Regions from separate parts of the Sus scrofa genome. Here region 1 is linked to region 2. A link is a contact called in public HiChIP or PLAC-seq data. All regions are on one chromosome and are shown on one strand. The core of a region is the stretch at or near the end of the contact, and the rest is flanking DNA. Distances in the headings are between cores, read along the strand shown. Region 1 holds the start of POLI (DNA polymerase iota). Region 2 overlaps MBD2 (methyl-CpG-binding domain protein 2).

Evidence for each region. HiChIP or PLAC-seq counts read pairs in DNA pulled down with a chosen protein or histone mark.
Region 1: an H3K27ac HiChIP or PLAC-seq map of alveolar macrophages shows a contact between it and region 2. The contact joins the promoter of POLI here to the enhancer-like site in region 2. A contact is called at or near these places in 1 of 5 promoter capture datasets (liver), 2 of 47 Hi-C or Micro-C datasets (blood and fibroblasts) and 1 of 2 datasets of contacts at active chromatin or transcription factors (alveolar macrophages).

What each region holds. Positions count from the first base shown.
Region 1 is chr1:103,792,147-103,795,369 of Sscrofa11.1, reverse strand. POLI (DNA polymerase iota) reads right to left here and starts at 1,591. Exons shown (of 10, transcript XM_021093321.1): 1 at 978-1,591. The coding sequence starts at 1,125.
Region 2 is chr1:103,739,205-103,742,415 of Sscrofa11.1, reverse strand. All of the region lies in intron 5 of MBD2 (methyl-CpG-binding domain protein 2), which reads left to right. Among named protein-coding and RNA genes, the nearest start is that of MBD2, 28 kb to the left of the region's middle. Within about 2 kb of position 1,590, at least 3 of the 83 cell types and tissues checked have an H3K27ac peak or open chromatin away from gene starts, as enhancers often do. A contact at or near this core is called in alveolar macrophages, where this site is marked.

The DNA.
Region 1 (3,223 bases), core at 342-2,841, 53 kb before region 2:
ATTAAAAAAATAATCTGAAATACAAATAGCAGAAGACAGAACCAGTACACTATATTTAACTCCCATATAAGATCAGGATTATCTGGTTAAACTCTGGTTACCCCATACCTATAACAGAGCCTGGCATATAACAGACCACCAATACTTGCTAAATTGGAACACTGAGTAAATATTTCCCGGACTTTAAAAAGTAGTTCACGAACTGAGGGAGGGGGCAGAAGAGATGCCAGCTCTAAGCACCAGTTAAATACAAGGCAGGTTAAATGCAATGTGCTATTCTGGTTTAGATCCTAGAACAGGAAAGTAACTGGTAAAACAGGGAAAAACTGGTAAAATCTGAATAATGCTTGTCCTTTAGTTAATAGCACCATGCTAATGTTAAAACTTCTTAGTTTTGACAAATGAAGATATTAAAGTTATTTGTGCCTCTCTTGGCAAATCTAAAACTATTCCAAAATTAAAGTTTTTAAAAAGGGACAGGGGGAGCAAGGAATGAGAGCCCTGACCTCAGGCCCTGGGATTGGGGAGGTACAAGGTAGGGCCCAAGAGCTGTACTTGGGTCACCGGAGAGGCGGCCACAGCAGACGTGCCTCGTCCCGGGTTCGGCGCTGAGCCATCTCCTCCCATCCCGGCTGAGGCCAGGCCCGAGTTTTGCCAAGCGGGCGACAAGGTTCCCCGCTTCTGCAACCTAAAGCGCCTGGGGGCCTCTCTGGCTTTCACGGGGCTGTTTGAGGGATCACAAATGCACCCTGGACTAACACTGCTGCGCCCACCCTACTCCTAGGCAAAGCCAGCCCTTTTGGGGGTTTTCGCCTCCAAACACCAGGCAGCAAAGGGAAGCTATTTCGGCGGTGCGGGGAAAACGAAAGGACCTGAAAGGGGCGGGGACGGTCGCACCCCAACGGCCGCCGCCGCCGCCGCCGCCGCCCCGGGCGACCGCCCGCCCCGCCCCGCCCCGCCCCGCCCTATTAATTTACACCAAGCGAGGCCGTCGGGCTCCTCAGGCCCGGACGAACCCGGCGAGCTACATGCCGCCCCCGCCTCCGGCCGCTCCATGGCCCGAACCGCGTCCTCTCCCTCGTCACGGCTGCCTTCCTCCTCGGGCTCCACCCCCTGCTTCTCCATCCCGCCCGGGCGGCCAACCGCAGCTCTGCTCGCCGCCGCTTCCGCCTGGTCTCCAGAGAAGCCGCTCCGGGTTCACGCCTGCGCTCTCGGAACCGACCTGCCTGCTGCGGGGAGGATCGCTCGGGCGGGGAAATCCTACTGACCCACGTGCAGAGGTTCTCTCCCTCCCAGCCGAGGCCCGAGTGTGGAATTGTGGTTCCAAACAGCTCCTTTTTTTTTTGAGGTCTTAAGAGTTAGTCCCACCCTACACATTTTAGCTCTTTATCTGTACTCAGAGGCCAGCTTGTTCTTCTGAACAACTGTTAGCAAAATTGCGAACCCTTAGACGCTAAATGGTTTATGGTGATGGGGGTTGGGGAAAGGGTGGAAATTATAAGAGCAAGGTAACCACGTAAACTAATATCATTAGCAAATGTATTAAAGTTTGTGGCATTTTCGTTTGTTGATTGATTCAAAGAGACTGTGACAGATTAGATCCCTGAATTTTCAATCATCTAAACTAAATAAGATTTTGATACATGAGCTTTGGATAAGATTGTCTTGAGTGTACTGCAATTAATTGAACAAATGAGGAGTTTCCCTAGTGGCTCAGGGGAAACAAGTCTGACTAGTATCCATGGAGACGCGGGTTCGATCCCTGACCTGGATCAGTGGTGGGTTGAGGGTCAGGATCCACTGTTGCTGTGAACTGTGGTGTAGATCACAGGCGCAGCTGGAATCTGGCATGGCTGTGGCTGTGGTGTAGGCCAGTGGCCACAGCTCAGATTCGACTCCTAGCCTGGGAACCTCTTACGCCGCTGGTGTGGCCCTAAAAAGCAAAAAAAAAAAAAAAAAAAAAAAAAAAAAAAAAAAAAAAAAAAGGAAGAAAGAAAACTAACATAACGTAATATTGCAATGTGTTCAAAATAGTGTCATGCAAGTGTCTATTCTCTTTCCTTCTGTTGAGATGCCTTCTGTGCCTGTGAGAGTGTGTGTGTGTGTGTTTCTTCCAATAGAGAAAATTTGGAAATGTCTGGGGGAGGGGGGCGCTTGTGTGTGTTATATATATATATATATATATATACACACAATACTTTGGGTCTTTTTAAACAGGATTTTCTCTTATAAATATGATGTGAAAACTTTGAGAAACTCACTCAAGGACATGCTGCTATATCCATAAAGAAGGAATAACAGGCAGAACTGGGGCTCAGTGGTTTGGAGACCAAGTCTTCCTTTTGGGGTATTCCACTCTTAAGACTTGTGGACCAATTCCCTAAAAGTCTTCAGTCTAGGATTTAAGTCACCAATTTAAAGCTATGCTGCCTTCTTTGTGATTGCTGTTTGATAGGTGTAGATAAAGTGCTTTTGATTAAGGGCCTTTTTGGCCACTAAGTACCTCTTTGGCTGTCTTCAAGGGTCCAATTACTTGTAGACAACTAAGGTACTTTGTTTTAATTCCTCCATGTTGAGAATGATACAAACCAGGGAAATACCATGGCAGATTAAGAGTTCCTTGAGTTCCTGTTGTGGGTCAGCATGTTAGGAATCTCACATTTATCCATGAGGGTTCAGGTTTGTTCCCTGGCCTCCCTCAGAGGGTTAAGGATCTGGCATTGCAGCAAGGTGTGGTAAAGTTTGCAGATGTAGTTTGAATTTGACCCCTAACCTGGGAACTTCCATAAGCCACAGGTTTGGCCATTAAAATAAAAAAAAAAAAAATTAAAAATTAAAAAAAAAAAAAGATCCTTTTTAAAGAGCCCTAGGCTCACAAACACTCAGCACCTTGACTAAAAGTGAAATAGGCCAGCAGAGAGTAAGATGCTTACTTATGTGAATCTAGTAGTGGTAAATCCATTTACCAGAGTTTTTCACAAAGAAAAATTCATTAAGAATACTTTTTCAGGAGTTCCCGTTGTGGTGCAGTGGAAACAAATCTGACGAGGAAGCATGAGTTTCCAGGTTCGATTCCTGGCCTTGCTCAGTGAATTAAGAATCTGGTGTTGCCGTGGCTGTGGTATAGGCCGGCACCTGTAGCTTCAATTAGACAATTAGACCCCTAGCCTGGGAACCTCCATATGTCGCGGGTACAGCCCTCAAAAGCAAAAAAAAAAAAAAA
Region 2 (3,211 bases), core at 341-2,840:
GATTTAGGAAGTCAGTGGCAATGGAAATGGAAAAGAAGGGTGGATTCAAAGGTGATTATGGAGGAATTGTATTTAGTAATTGATCAGAGATGGGGGGGTCCTAGATTAAGAGTACATAAATTCTATACAGGATAAACTATAGAGGAAGGTTGATGATCATTTTGGGAAAGGCCTACATTTAAAGTTTAGGAGGAGAGGAGTTAAGGGGATATGGGAGGTGAATTTTTGATGGATTTTCTTTGTGTGTATGTCATGTATATTTGAAAAAATCATATATATTTCTTTGAATTAATTGTTTTGGCAGTTTTATGACTATGTTTTATACCTCCATACAAAAAGATAATTTTAACTTCAGATTTTTAGTCTTAGCTAAAATTTGATTTCTGGAGGTAATTGTTATTTAAAGTTGGAGAAATCTTTTTTACAGTACGGAGACCCTTGTAAGTAACAAGTAAACTTTAACTTTTAGAGAGATAGGAAAAATAGGAAGTTGTTTCATTCTCAAACATTTCCAGTGCTGTAGCTTATAGAATGTTTATTATTCCCCACAAAGCCCTTCCTGATATTGTTGGAGAGTGATGTTCCTCAGAACTTGATCTTGAGCCCTAGAGCTAACTGTCTGCTGTCCACAGTGCTCCTTGCTGCTTATAGGCCGGTCCATCCTATTCTGCTCTGGGAGCTGCAACCCCCACAGTGCATCCTTTTAGAAAATGGTTTGCTCAGACTTCTGGTCTCCTTATAATGGTTTGACTAAACATCAAGATTATCCATGTTATCAAAGTAACATGAAAAAAAATCCATTCTGCTCTATTACTCGTTTTCAGAGTGCAGTTTCCCATGCAAGTAGCAGTAGATTTGATTTTCATGTCATAGACTGGCGGGGCATGCTACAGTTATCTAGCCCAGGTAATGCCGATTACAGATGAGTTTATAGAGAGACAGTGGGAATATCACTAAGTTAAGGTGACCGTTATTTAAGTCTGTCTGGTATCTCAGTTAAGTTGTTTTTAGATTTGAAAGTCATTTGGCAAATAAAATTTCTTTCTTTTTGGTAATCTATAGTTAGAAACCTCTAAGATAGGGTTAGGTTTAAGAAATACTTTAAATCAACTATGCTTCAATACAAAAAAATAAAAAAGTGCTTTCAAAAGTTTAATCAAAATGAAAGCAAGCAAAGACATAGTTCAAGTGATGAAAATGTTCTTATATGACCTGGAAAAATATAACTCATGCTTTTGATTTTCACTTAATAGTTACTTTTCTTCCCCTGAAAAAAAGCAGAGGATAAGTTAAAGGTGAGATCACAGGTTGGCTCTGGGTAGGCCGGTATAGGGGGGCAGTTGGTAGGGAATTTTTTTGTGGTTGAAAGTGAAATATTAGTATTTCGTTACTGGGATTAGAAGTAATCGCTTTGGGCAGAGAAAACTGAAAATGACTAATATCCTTCACTAGTCTACTGGAGTTTAAAAAAAAGTAATTTCCCTAAGTTACAATTTGATGCTTTTAGAATAAAAGCTTAGTCAGGTTAAGTCCTGGCGTGTCTGAGACTGTTACCTAACAGCAGCCATCTTAGAGGGCAGACAGATGATAACTTAGTCACTCTGGACAAGACCAGAGCTTTAATGACATACAGTCATTTTGTTTATCTACCATTGACTTCCTCCACCACATCCAGTCATTTTGCCACTATACAGATGGTACCTACCCGACGGACAGAATTTCTGCTTAACCATTCCCGTGGGCCTTGCCTTCTCCTCCTGCAGAGGAAGGTAGTTGGTCTTAAAATCCCCGGGGCAGCCCAGCTGACTTTCCTTAGCATGAGCTATAGCAGTTATGGAGAAGAAAATGGCTTGTACCATATTCTGAAGGTGACAGTATGTATAACCAGTACTTTTAGCTGTGCAGTACATATGCTTATATCTGTATATCAAATAGTTTATCAGAATCTTGTTTACCAGTAACTGGACATATGACTATTTTAGCTTAATTAAAATTAACTGTAATTATGTGACATGATAGCAGAGTAATCTTTACCAATTTTTCATTAACTTGGGTTTTCTAGTAATACTTCATTTCTTAGGTAGTGTAAAATTAATCATGAGAATACTTTCCAGTTCAGTTTTTTTAATTCCAGGCAATGTAAGTTTTAAATATGCATGGAATTTTCTATTCCATTGTGTCTGCAGTGAGAACCATTTTCTTAACTATTCAACTGGTAGGTGTTTTTTTTGCTCTCAGAAGTTACTTTGGTCAGTGCTAGCTGATATCAATTATGTTTTTGGGTTTAAATAAGAGACATAATTTTTGGTTGTTTGACTAATAAAGGGAATGTATAGAATTGTGATGAAGTAGAATTGCAGGGATAGTAGAATTATTTCTAACTGGACTTGGAGAATAACAGACAACTTCATAGATGGAGTGACATTTTAGCTGGTCTCGGAGGATTTAATAGTTTTATTGCTTGTGCTCATCCTTGGAATGACATGGTTGAAAGTCAGAGGTCCACAGCATAGTCTGGTAACATTGAGTTTAGAATGTGTGGTGTCTTTAAGGCTGGTGGGAAAAAGGGAAAAAAATATCTGAATAGATTGAGGGTTTTTAATGTTTTATTAAGGAGGCAAAGCTATATTGTCAGCATTGAGGAGTCTTTGAGCATTTAGACTTAATATTGGATGTGTGGGCTGAGGGATGGAGCATTGAACATTGTGATATGGCCTTCTAGCTTGAAGATGACTTGGTAGGTAGATAGTGATGCTGCAGTAGAGGGCAGCACAGGAAGCTCAGGTATGGGGGTAGATGTTTGCAGTGGGCAGAGATGATTCAAGTTTTAGACAGTATCAAGGGTTACATGCTATTTTGTGATATGGAGCATATTTGGAAATTTGGATTAGAATGAGAGCTGAGGTTTGTTAATACATAATTTTGTATTCTTTCCTCTGCTGTGTTCTGGTTGTTGTTTGCTTCCTTCTATTCTGTTACATTCTAGTTTTACTCGTTTTCTTCATCTGTAGGCTGAATTCTATACCTTGAATTGTGTTTCAGGAATAGTTATATGATTGTGGAAAAAGAATATTGATACAGTCTTCAGTTGTCTTGAAGTCCCTGGCGGCAGAATACCATGGAGGTTGTGACAGACTTGGGTGTGTTGATTTGAACTTGACCCAGCCAGAAGTTTTGCTTTTCGAGGAAAATGTAAATTACTTGGTTTTCC